Linked DNA regions of Sus scrofa: region 2 is linked to region 1. The links are chromatin contacts, called in public promoter capture Hi-C maps. All regions are on one chromosome and are shown on one strand. The core of a region is the stretch at or near the end of the contact, and the rest is flanking DNA. Distances in the headings are between cores, read along the strand shown.

Evidence for each region. Promoter capture Hi-C pulls out the DNA fragments that hold promoters and counts their contacts.
Region 2: a promoter capture Hi-C map of liver shows a contact between it and region 1, with 2.0 times the contacts expected there. The contact joins the promoter of ALOXE3 here to the promoter of LOC110255906 in region 1. A contact is called at or near these places in 1 of 5 promoter capture datasets (liver), 1 of 47 Hi-C or Micro-C datasets (heart right ventricle) and 1 of 2 datasets of contacts at active chromatin or transcription factors (alveolar macrophages).

What each region holds. Positions count from the first base shown.
Region 1 is chr12:53,088,981-53,093,993 of Sscrofa11.1, forward strand. It overlaps LOC110255906 (collagen alpha-2(V) chain-like), which reads right to left and starts at 2,678. Exons shown (of 4, transcript XM_021066316.1): 1 at 2,509-2,678; 2 at 927-1,008; 3 at 314-781. The coding sequence starts at 2,678. All of the region lies in intron 1 of KDM6B (lysine-specific demethylase 6B), which reads left to right.
Region 2 is chr12:53,328,392-53,334,088 of Sscrofa11.1, forward strand. It overlaps ALOXE3 (hydroperoxide isomerase ALOXE3), which reads right to left and starts at 3,389. Exons shown (of 16, transcript XM_021067857.1): 1 at 2,787-3,389; 2 at 1,985-2,189; 3 at 848-929. The coding sequence starts at 2,933. TRNAK-UUU (a tRNA gene) reads left to right here and starts at 4,064; the gene lies at 4,064-4,136. TRNAQ-CUG (a tRNA gene) reads left to right here and starts at 4,744; the gene lies at 4,744-4,815. TRNAL-UAG (a tRNA gene) reads right to left here and starts at 5,345; the gene lies at 5,264-5,345.

The DNA of each region.
Region 1 (5,013 bases), core at 1,428-3,927:
GTCCCAGGTGGGCTGGGCGGAGCTGTGGTTTCCGGCCCCATATGCTCCGCCGCTGCCTTCCCGGGCTCTGGCTTAGGTTGCCTCCCCAAGAGGAACGGAACGGTTATCTGCGCCCTTCCCGAGGCTTCACTCGCTCGGGCCCAGCTGCTGTTGGTGGCGGGGGAGGGCGCTGCGGGGAAGCCCCGGACGGCCCAGGTGATTCTTCCCGGACCATCACAACCTGTCCTCGCGTGAATTCCTCCTCTTTGATGTGCAACAAAATCCTTCCCATCCCTTATCGTTTCTTCCCCACTCGCCCTGGTGCTCTTTGCACCTCCCTCGGCTCCTTTCGGGCTGTCTCTCCCGGTCTCCACTCGTCCTTCTCGCTTCTCCCAGTTATATAACTCTTCCTCTTGCCGTGTCCTGATTTCAACTCCACAGACTCCGCCCTGGAACAGCGCGGGGAGGGGCAGGAGAGTTGGGACCCAGACTGATTCCGGCTGGCGGCCGGCTGGGGCACGGGGGTCCCGCCGATGGGAGACGGAGCCCCGCGGGACCTGGTGCCCCTGTCGCCCACCTCCCGCCCCCCACCCGAGATATCGCCCGGGAGAGAGAAGGCACAGTATCTCAGAGAGGCGTGTCGGGACTTCGTCAGAAATGTGGGTTGGGAGGTCAGGCCTGGAGCCGGAGAGGAGGAGCCGAGGGGCCCGAGTCCCAGGGATTGGAGCCGTACCGGGGGCAATAGATAAGGGCGGGACGCTTGGGTTCCTTCCTTCCTCTCCTTTTTGGGTTCCCAGAATTCCTAAGGCTGTTTCCCAGGAAGCTTAGCCTGCGGCCCCTCTCCGCCCCTCGGGGTCAAAGGTCTGTGTTAAAGGTTGCCTGGGATGATGTCACCACTGCACGTGCCCAGGGACAGTTGCCAGGCGATGAGGCCTCCTCCCCTTTACATTCCGCACCCCACCCCCCAAGTCGTGTTGCAGCCCCGTGCCTGCTTTTTTCCCCTCCTCTCTCTTCCTTGGCCTTAGGGCCCTGCAGGTGGGAAACCCTGGCCTGGAGTTTTGTGAGGGGGCGGGGCACGGGGTGTGGTGCAGTGGAAAGACTTTGCCCCTTTGCTGGTTAAGAGAACCCTGGGTCACTTTTTCCCTAGATTGGCACAGAAGGGCTTTCCCTCCAAGCGCCCCCCTCCCCCAGCCTCCCAGCAGTCTTTTTCCTTTCCCACCTGCTGCATTGCCAAGTGTTTCGTTGCCCCCCCCTCCTTTTGAGTTGAAATTGCCAGATAGCTCCTCACTCAGAAGAACTGTGTGTGGCATGCGGAATTCACCGGATACCAGTTCAGCCCTGACCTTAGTCAGTGGCACCTCACGCACACCCCCAACAGTGAGGAAGCGAGTCAAGAAACTGTATTAGATTGTATTAGGAAAGTCAGGGCCTTTATTCTGTGTCGGTGGGTAGATCTCACTCTTGAAGGAAGGGGACTCACTTGATAGCTATGGTTTCCCCTTCTCTGTTAAGTCCTGGGGTTGGTTATGGTATTGGATACTGGTTTCTCTTATTGTATACCTTAGAATTCGGGCTGTCAGATCAGACCTGGATTCCATTCCTAGCTCTGCCACTTCGTGGCTATAAGTACTTGGAAAGGTGACCACCTCTCGGAGCCTCATAGTCTTCATCTGGAAAATTTAAATATCAATACCTACCTTCTAGGCTGTTGACTGGGAAAAACAAAATTATTTATGCAAAGCATTTAGCACAGTCCCTGGCACAGAATGAACACTGAATGAACGCTTGTTATGAAATGCTTGTTCTTGTTAAATGTTGTTAGTTATTATTTTACTATTATGGTTGGTAAGCCTGCTTCCAACTGACCATGATCTTAGGAATGGAGAGTTTGTGTTAATTTGGTAGGTGGGGGGAGAGGGGTTTGGGGATTAGCTTCCACTGCATTGTGCACTTTATTTGATGAGGGCTTTAGTCAGATTTGTATTGCTTTCTTTGGGATTATTTTTTCCCCCCCTTCTTGAAGAAGAGACAGCTCAGACTATTCCTCTGGCTGTGAAAATAAAATAATTGTATTGTGGTTCTCGATTTTTGAGCAAGACCCCAATCCCCTCCCATGTTCTCTGGAGCCTTTCAATTTTGCAGAGGGACTCCACGGTTTCCTTTGCGGGGACAGGGCTGGCCGAGGGGTGTGTAAAAGGCTCGGGTGGGTGGGTAGAGAGACCAGTGCTGGGGGCTGGGGGGGGGGCGGGTAGTTGAAGGAAGAGACCGGAAGGGAGGAGGAGGGAGCCTGCTGGTGGGGAGGGAGGGAGGGGAGGAGGAGGTGGAGGAGGAGGAGGAGGAGGAGGAGGAGGGAGGGGGTTGGGGAGAGCCTGCTACAGTTCTTTGTTTGACTCCGGGACTCAGGGACGGGGAGGAGGAGGGAGGGAGGCAGAGGCTGCAAGCGCCGGGGCAGGCCCAGGAGGCAGAGGAGGGACCGTCTCCCCCGCCCCCCCAGCCCCCACTCCCCCCCTGCTGCTCCCCCCTCCCTACCCGGACTCCGGGGGCACCGCCGGGGGACAGACACCCAGCAGGTAACCCCGGCCTGGCTCGCCCTCCCTTCTCGGATTTTCCTCCACACCCTCCCGGCTGACCCCTTTCCCCGGTTCCGTCTCCCCGTCGCCCCCGGCCTTGCCGCTTTCCCCCGGCCCTCCTCGTTCCATCTCCCCCACTTGGGCTGGTCACCCGCCGGCCGCGCCGCCGTCTCGTGCAGCCTGACTCCCTTCCCGTCGCCCGACAGCCTGTGCGTCCCAGGTCTGCCCGCGGCACCTTTCGGGGCTCTGTCTCGCTGCTTCTCCTGGCTTTGCTTTCCTTCCGACCTGTCCCCTGGGGCTCTGAGGAAGGAGGGAGTCCCTGTCCTTTTCTCGCTCCCCCAGTTCCCCGCCCCCCAACTCTGGCCCCCTTTCTCCTCTAGCAGTCTCTAGGGGTGGGGAGAGAACCGGAATTTGGGGGGCCCTCTGGAGGGGCAAGGGGCTGTGTGTCGTGGGGGAAAGGGGCTGCGAGTGTACGCGGGGTGGGGGCGGGGGCGGTTAGGGACCCGGCTGCCTCTCTGTTGTCCCTTTAAATGGCCCTCACATTTCTGGGGACTCGTGGGGGGGAGGTGGCAAGCTGCCTGCCTGGGGGGCAGGGCCCTCAGTTCATCCACACCATCAGGGGTGGTAATGATTTAAAGGGACAGCCTCGGTGTGGCCGCTGCCACCCTGCGCCAGCGGGAGGGGGAGCCGAGCCGGCAGACCATGTCTGGGGAGGCTTGGCCGGTGAGCAGGGCATTTGAGGCTGAATCTTTTGCGAGGCCTGCCAGGTCTGGGATCGGGCTGCAGCTGGGACCTGCAAGGAGGGCTGACAGCCTGCCTGGGGGGGCACTCAGCGTGGGCCTTCTCCAGGGCCCCACCTTTGGGTTCATGGAGTCCTTGGCCAAGAATCCATGAGTCTAAACTACAGAGCCTGTTGGCCACCAGGTGGGGGCCACTGGCAGGTCTGTGGGTCAGCAGCCTGGCCTGGGCACACTGGAGCTGGCCCTTCAGCTTTTCCTTTTGTTGTTTGGCTCTGTGCACAAGAAAGCCGCGGCCCCTCCCCCAGCTCCCCCTTCCCGTCCACATGCCCCCCCCCACCACACACACCCACCCCAGCTGTTGGACAGATGAATTACAGCCTCCGGCTTGGGGCCAGAGCTGGTGAGGGATTAAAGCTCTGGGGCTGGCCCTTTAAACGGCTGTTGGCCCCTCCCCCACTCTGGTGTCCAGACACCCCATACACACCCCGCTGACCCCCTCGGCTGCCCCTCACTCCTCCTCTTAGTCTGTCCTAAGGCCTGCCACTCCCCTCTCTGTAGGCTAGACCCTCCCCAGCTTCCCTTTCTCCCTCAACACAACCACATATACAAATGCTACAGACTACACACACATAGACTCTCGCTCACTCACTCCCTGGTCTCACATTCTGAGCGTCCCTGTCCTGGAGGGATCCAGCCTCAAGCTCCCTTCTCCAGCAGAAGGAACTTGCCTGCCTGGCCTCTCTAGCCTGCAGCTGACCACTACTCTGGCCAGGTGAGGGGCCTTGCTTGGGTCAGAAATAGCACCTCCCCCCGGGGGCAGTGTCATCAGCAGCCAAGGCAGCTTGCAGCACATTGCATCATGGAGGTTGGGGGCTGGGGGCCTGAGTCTCTAGGGGCAGGGGGAAGGATGGGGGCTGGAAGGCCGGAAGTGGAGAGGCTAGACTGGGACCCAAGTGTCTGGGTCCTTAAGGGTAGAGAACTATGGCTAAGAGAGCAGAAAACATAGGTCCCTGAGGAGTGAGTTTGAGGTGAGGGCAGACTTAGGTCTGACCCCTGCATGGACACCTGGTTCTTGTGTCTCAGAGTTAGGAGGGGAGGGAGTGGGCCCCTATCACCTTCTTGGGCCACACAGAGGAAGGATGTGATGGGGAAACAGGATATGGCCTTGAGGGGTGGATGGAAGGGAGGCTTGCAGCAGAGGCCACTTCCAAACCCAGGCCCAGAGTCATAGGAGGAAGGTTTCTCCCTGCTGGGCCCGTTCATCTCGTCTGGCCACCTGTGCTCTCACCAAGATCTGCCTGCACCCGCCTGGGGGAAGGAGAGGGGGCAGAGTCCACAGGGTGGGGTTGACTGGTGTCTTGATAAGGTTAGGGAGGCAGCAGAGCTGAAGAAATAGTTTCTGTGAGCCTGAAGCCAGGACTGAAGCTGATTTGGGTGTAGGTATCAGGCAGTTGGGGCTACTCTGAGACCAGGGACTCTCAGCAGGAGGGTCCAGTCAGAAGAGGAATCATGGGTTGGGTGTCCACTGTTGACTTATCACAGATGCTATAGCATGCTCCCCTCCCTCTGTGGTCTAGGCTGCTTCCTAAAAGGAAAGCCTGGAGGACCACTTTCCAGTGGCTTTTCCTGGTTGCCATGGAAACAGATTCTCCCATCCCCTCTGACTGTCAGTAATGGGACAGGAAAATTCTCCAGCATCAGGGATCCCACCTTTAATCGGCTTT
Region 2 (5,697 bases), core at 2,139-4,638, 240 kb after region 1:
CTTTAAGTTAAAACTCCCCGAAACCACCCACTTTCTGGGTTGGTGACCAAGAATCAAAGTTGTTTTTCCTGAAGGACTGGGCTTTAGAACAGGGTAACATTTGAAGACAATGTGAAGTCCAGGCTGGTTTAGAGCTGGGTTTGTGTTGAGACCGAGATCATGGCTGGTTTCAGGGTGAGGCTGAGGATGGTCAGTCTGAGGATCACATCTGCCATCTGGGCCAAGGAAGCTGGTGGTTGCGTGTGGATTCATTCGTGGTATTGGGACCGTTGTTGGTACTGGTATTTTGGGTCTGGACTCAGGATCAATATTAAATCGAGGTTTTTTTTAAATTAAAGTATAATTGATTTAGGAGTTCCCATTGTGGTGCAGCAGAAAATAATTCGAGTAGTAACCATGAGGTTGTAGGTTCGATCCCTGGCCTCCCTCAGTAGGTTAAGGATCCTGCATTGCCATGAGCTGTGGTGTAGGTCGCAGACGCAGCTTGGATCTGGCGTTGCCGTGGCTGTGGTATAGGCTGGCAGCTACAGCTGCGATTCGACCTCCAGCCTGGGAACCTCCATATGCCGTGGGTGTGGCCCTAAAAAGAAAAAAAGAAAAGAAAAGAAATAAAAATGAAAAGTATAATGATTTACAGTGTTGTGGCTATACAGCAAAGTGACCCAGTCATACATAAGTATCCATCCCTTTTCTTATATTATCTTCCGTGGTGGGAGGTTAGATTTAAATGAAGGTCATGATCAGAGTTGGGTCCCCAAAGCTGGAACTGAGATCAGAGTTAGTAACAGTCTGATTAAGGATGAGGTCAGAATAAAGATGGGAAGTCGTCAAGTCAGGCCCCCCTCACCGGTAGCATTCCTGTCGGGCCTGGAGTTCCCGTTTCCTGTGATCCAGAAGGAGGGGAAGGGAGTCCTGACAGACCGTCCTCGCTGTGGGGAATGAAAAGTACTCATCGGAAAGTCTCTTTTCAAATGCCGCCTCCTCCAGCATGCCTTTTCTGAACCCCCAACCCTCGAACTCCATCCCTCAGAGACATGGATGGCCCATGCTCCTTGCATGTTCAGCAGTCGAAGGGAGTCAGGACAACCTCACCCCCCAATTATAAAAATCTTCCTAATTGTTTGCATGTTTGTTTCCTTTCCAAAACTACAAACTCCTTGCGGCAGAAGCCACATTGTATTGGGTTTTGTGTTCCCAGCATCTAGCATGGTGCCTGGCACCCGGCATATAACATGCACTTGACAAAGGACTGATGCACGACTGTAGTTCGTGACGTGATGGCTGGATGGGCTGTGATGATAGATGGGAGTCTGGAGTGAAGTCTATGAAGAACTCACACTGTTAGCCAGGGGGATGTTCACTCGCCTCACCTTGACCCAGACCATCATCTCTCATCCCAAAGACTCTTCGCCACGCTCTGACTTACCCTAGTTGGGCCTCCCCAGTTAAGACCGCTCAGGGGATATGGGGGTCCAGAGGCCGAAGGAGCTCAAGCCCAGCATCCTTGACAGGCCCCCCAGATTCAAGAAGAAATCTAAACAGCACCTCCCGAGGACTTTATCCACAGCAAAAAAAAGCCACTAGTAGCGGCCAGGGCCTCTCTGCTCAATTCTCTAAACAGTCAGCCTTTCTCCCCCTGTTGAAATTCAGTAACTCAGCTTGCAGCTCTGAGGGCCACTGCCTCTGGGGACAGCAGAGGGCCTCAGGGTGAGCAGACTTACGTCTGCGTGTGCAGGTTTGTGTGTCTCTGATTGCTGTGAGCATGTGTGGGCACATGTGCCTAGTCTCTGTGTCTCTGGCATGATAAATACTGCATTTCAGGGTGTTCGAGGCTTGCCTTTTCAGAAAGCATCTACTTGGGAACCCTGAGTTCCAGATCGCCTAGCTCCCACCCTGTTCCCTATGCCCTGGGCTCTGTGAGAGCCTGCACTGGATGGCAGCAGAGGCTGTCCGCAGCCCGGGCCAGCCCCCGCCTCTGGCCCACCTGTTCCTGTTCGAAGCTCTGTGGTGCAGTAGCCCTCGATCCACTGATAGCAGGGGAAGTGGGAAAGGGTGCCGTCTGGGGCAGTGACGCAGATGCGGCTGCAGTACCAGGAGTCCTTGGGGAAGAAAGCGTAGCGCTCCTTGTGGAGCCGCAGCAGCAAGAGTTCACCCAGCTCCTGAGAGCAGCGCACCTTGTACTTCTGCACCTGCAGGCCAAGGGAGCAAGCAGGTGAGAGGCAAGGACCTGCCAGGGTGATCCTTGCCCCCTTGAAAAGCGCATCTGCCCCTACACCTGTCTGACGTATAAGCCTCAGCCACCGATAACCCCTGTGGAGCCTTTGTATGAATTAGAAAGCGCGCCCTTCATCCAGGCAGAAGCGGCCACATGGCTGCCCCACCCCCACCCCCCAGCCCCATGGGAACAGAGGGGGACTCTGCCAGCCCTGCCTCCTTGGAGCCCCCACCTTGATCAGAACACCGGTAAACAGTCCTGGGGCCTGGCAGAGGCAGGTGGACCCCCTCCAGAGAAGAGGAAACCCAGGCTGAGAGAGCAAGCCCACCTTCAATTATTGGAGGAGGAACTAGGAAGCCAGTGGAATTCTCCAGAGCCCCTGCCCAGGGCTCCTGCGTCACAGCCCTGCCTGGGTAGGATTTAGGGTCCGCAGGAAAGACAGGGACCAGAATAGGGGTGGTGACGAGGTCTGTGAGATTTGAGGAGTCCTAGAGGGAAGACCCTCCCTCCTTCAGAGTCCCCTGCCAGCCCTGCCTCTGCAGCCCCTCCTCCCTCTCCCCTCTGTACTCACCGATCCAGCGGCGAAGTCCCTGCCCATGCGATCCAGCCGCTGCCTGGGGCTCTCACCGCATGTGCCCACCAGTGTGACGGAAATATTGTCCAGGGTGCCTGCCTTCAGGTAGGAACCAGTGGTCACACACACGCGGTACACAGCCATGATGGGAGAGAAGGAGGGGCGTCCCCCTGGCAGCCAGCCTGGAGGAGGTGAGCCACAGACCAGGCAGGGCTGGGCGGCTGGGCTGCTGAGCTGCTGTGTGAGGGCCTGGGGTGGGGATGCAGGACAGGATAGACCGTCGAGGAAAACCCAGCTCTCTCTGGGATGCTCTTGAGCTGGCTTTCTCTCTCCGGAAGCTCCAAGCTGCTATCCTTGCTCCCTCTCCCCGCCCAGTCTTGTGCCCTAATAGTTGTTTGCCTCTGGCACAGCCTGTTCCTCTGACTGGCAGGGCCGAGTTCATCGGTTGGTTGGATATCAGCTCCTATTGAGAAGGGAGGGACCAGATGCCGAGATGGAGACAAGGATTAGGTGATACCTTTATGATTGAGACACCACCCTCCTCCTGGTCAGGGGCGAACTGATTCCCTGCGGCCTTTGGCCACTCACTCCCAACTTCCCCAAGACCCTCTCCTGTCTCTCGGCCAGAGCTGGGCACAGGGCACTCACGTTCCTACTTGTGCATCATTCATGTGACTCACTATATGCAAGTGAGCCATAAACTACACGTAACTACAGCCATATGCACGTTCGTCGCACGCACATCCCTGCACACTGCATAGGGGTCAGAAATAACTGTCCTGTCACCTGCTAAATTCCTACCACCCCCAAGACCCTCTGTGTCTTCCGTCGCCAGATTGCAGTCTCTCCCTTGGAATAGGGCGGGTCAGAGAACCATGCAGCGTCCGAGGTCCCCGTGTGGCATTCTTTCCGCTCTGGGCCCGCCCTTGGCCTTGGGACAGTAGGCGGGTGCCCGGGAGCCTGGGGTACCTGGGATCTAGGTCATCTTAACTGGGGTGAAACTCTTCCTCGAGGGAAGCCCGTGGCCCGCAGCGGCCCCGCGCGGCCGGTACCAATACCGCACCTGACCAGCCTTAACGGCGCTCCAGCCCAGGGTCCTAAACTGTACCGAGGGAGTCTGATAAAGCGCAGTCACCGGCCACTGGCTTCGACGGCTTCTTCCAGGTGCGTTCTGGAACCTCCTGCGCGAAAGCAAGCAGTACGTCTCTGCTTCCTTAAGACGTCATAGTCATGCGGGGAAACTCTTATAACTGGTAGAAGAACTATAGGCGAGAGCCCGGATAGCTCAGTCGGTAGAGCATCAGACTTTTAATCTGAGGGTCCAGGGTTCAAGTCCCTGTTCGGGCGTAACTGTTTTTCTGTTTCTTCCGTTTTTCTTCCTCGCTGGTAGTTGATGTCATCTTTAGATTTATTTTGAATACAGCAAATATTTGTATTCCTTTGAACAGAATGAAAGAGTAAAGCAAATTTATAACTTGGATTTAAAAGGAAGTAGTATTAACTGCGTCAGGGCTTTATTCAAAAGGTGGAACGAATGACAGTGGGGAGAAAGTAGAGATGTTTTCAAGCAGGACATATGCAAGCCATACAGGCGAATGTTCTAGTAGCCACATTAAAAAGAGTACTAAGAAATAGGTTAATTTAATATTTTTGAAATTAATTTGAATAACATTTTATTTAACCCAGTATATCCTAAATCTTATGTTATCATGTAATCAGTATTTTTAAGTTATTAATGAAATTTTAGCCATTGTTTTTATACTGTCATCAGGTTACAGTGTGTATTTTATACTTATAGCACATTCAAATACATATTTCAGGTACTGGATAGCAGTAGCCACGCTATCCAATAACTGCTTTTGTTTTACCCTCTGTGAATGGCGAAGTAGGTAATCGTGCAGAATAGGAAATTCAGTTTTATATATATAGAGTCTTAGAAAGACGTTTTGAAAGGGGTTCCATGGTGTAATGGTTAGCACTCTGGACTCTGAATCCAGCGATCCGAGTTCAAATCTCGGTGGAACCTTAGGTTTTTTTTTTTCGGTCTTAATTTACTATCTATATATTCTATCATATTATTCATTAGTTACATATATGATGTTCTCTTATGTTCTAAGAGGATCTGGAAAGAAAAACTAGGATGTTATCGTTTGAGCTTTTCAGACTAGATAATTCGAGCTCCTAGCACATCGTCAGGGGAACATACAGTAAGTCAAATACATAGCGCGTTGCTTTGACAGTTAAGAGTGTTATAGGATGACTTGTTAAAGTGCAGATCGGGTATGAAGATAGGTTACTCTGCAAGTTTCCATCAGGGCTTGGTTTGGAGCTGGGATACAGACTTAGCCTCAGTCCAGGTTTGAGAGAGAGAAGACGGTGAGACCACTGTCAGGAGTTATCATAAAACTAAGGAATATCCCACAAGGAGTTTTGTGAATTCGAGAGTGCGGAGACTGTTGAGAAAAACTCTGGTCTGGCAGCGGTGGGATTCGAACCCACGCCTCCGAAGAGACTGGAGCCTAAATCCAGCGCCTTAGACCGCTCGGCCACGCTACCTGCGTGGAAGCAGTTTCTCCCCACAGCCTTCCTAAGAGACTAGCAGGGAGCAGTAGTACTGCAGATGATTGTGTTAAATAGGGTGGTCTTCCTTGGGAACATCGAGATCCCACCGGAAAACAAAGCAATGAATGTCAAAGCACATAGACCAGAGGAAACAGAGACACGCAGACATTTCCAACACAACAAGTTTATTTTTACGGATGGGGCCACATCTGGGAGTGGGGTGCGCCTGACCTGGAAGCATCCCTCAAGCGGGCGCCTGGATCTCTGTATTTGCTGGCTCATAGTCAGTTGCTCTCTCTTTGTTTCTTCCACCCCTGCGCCCCCGCACTCCCACCTGGCTCGCGTG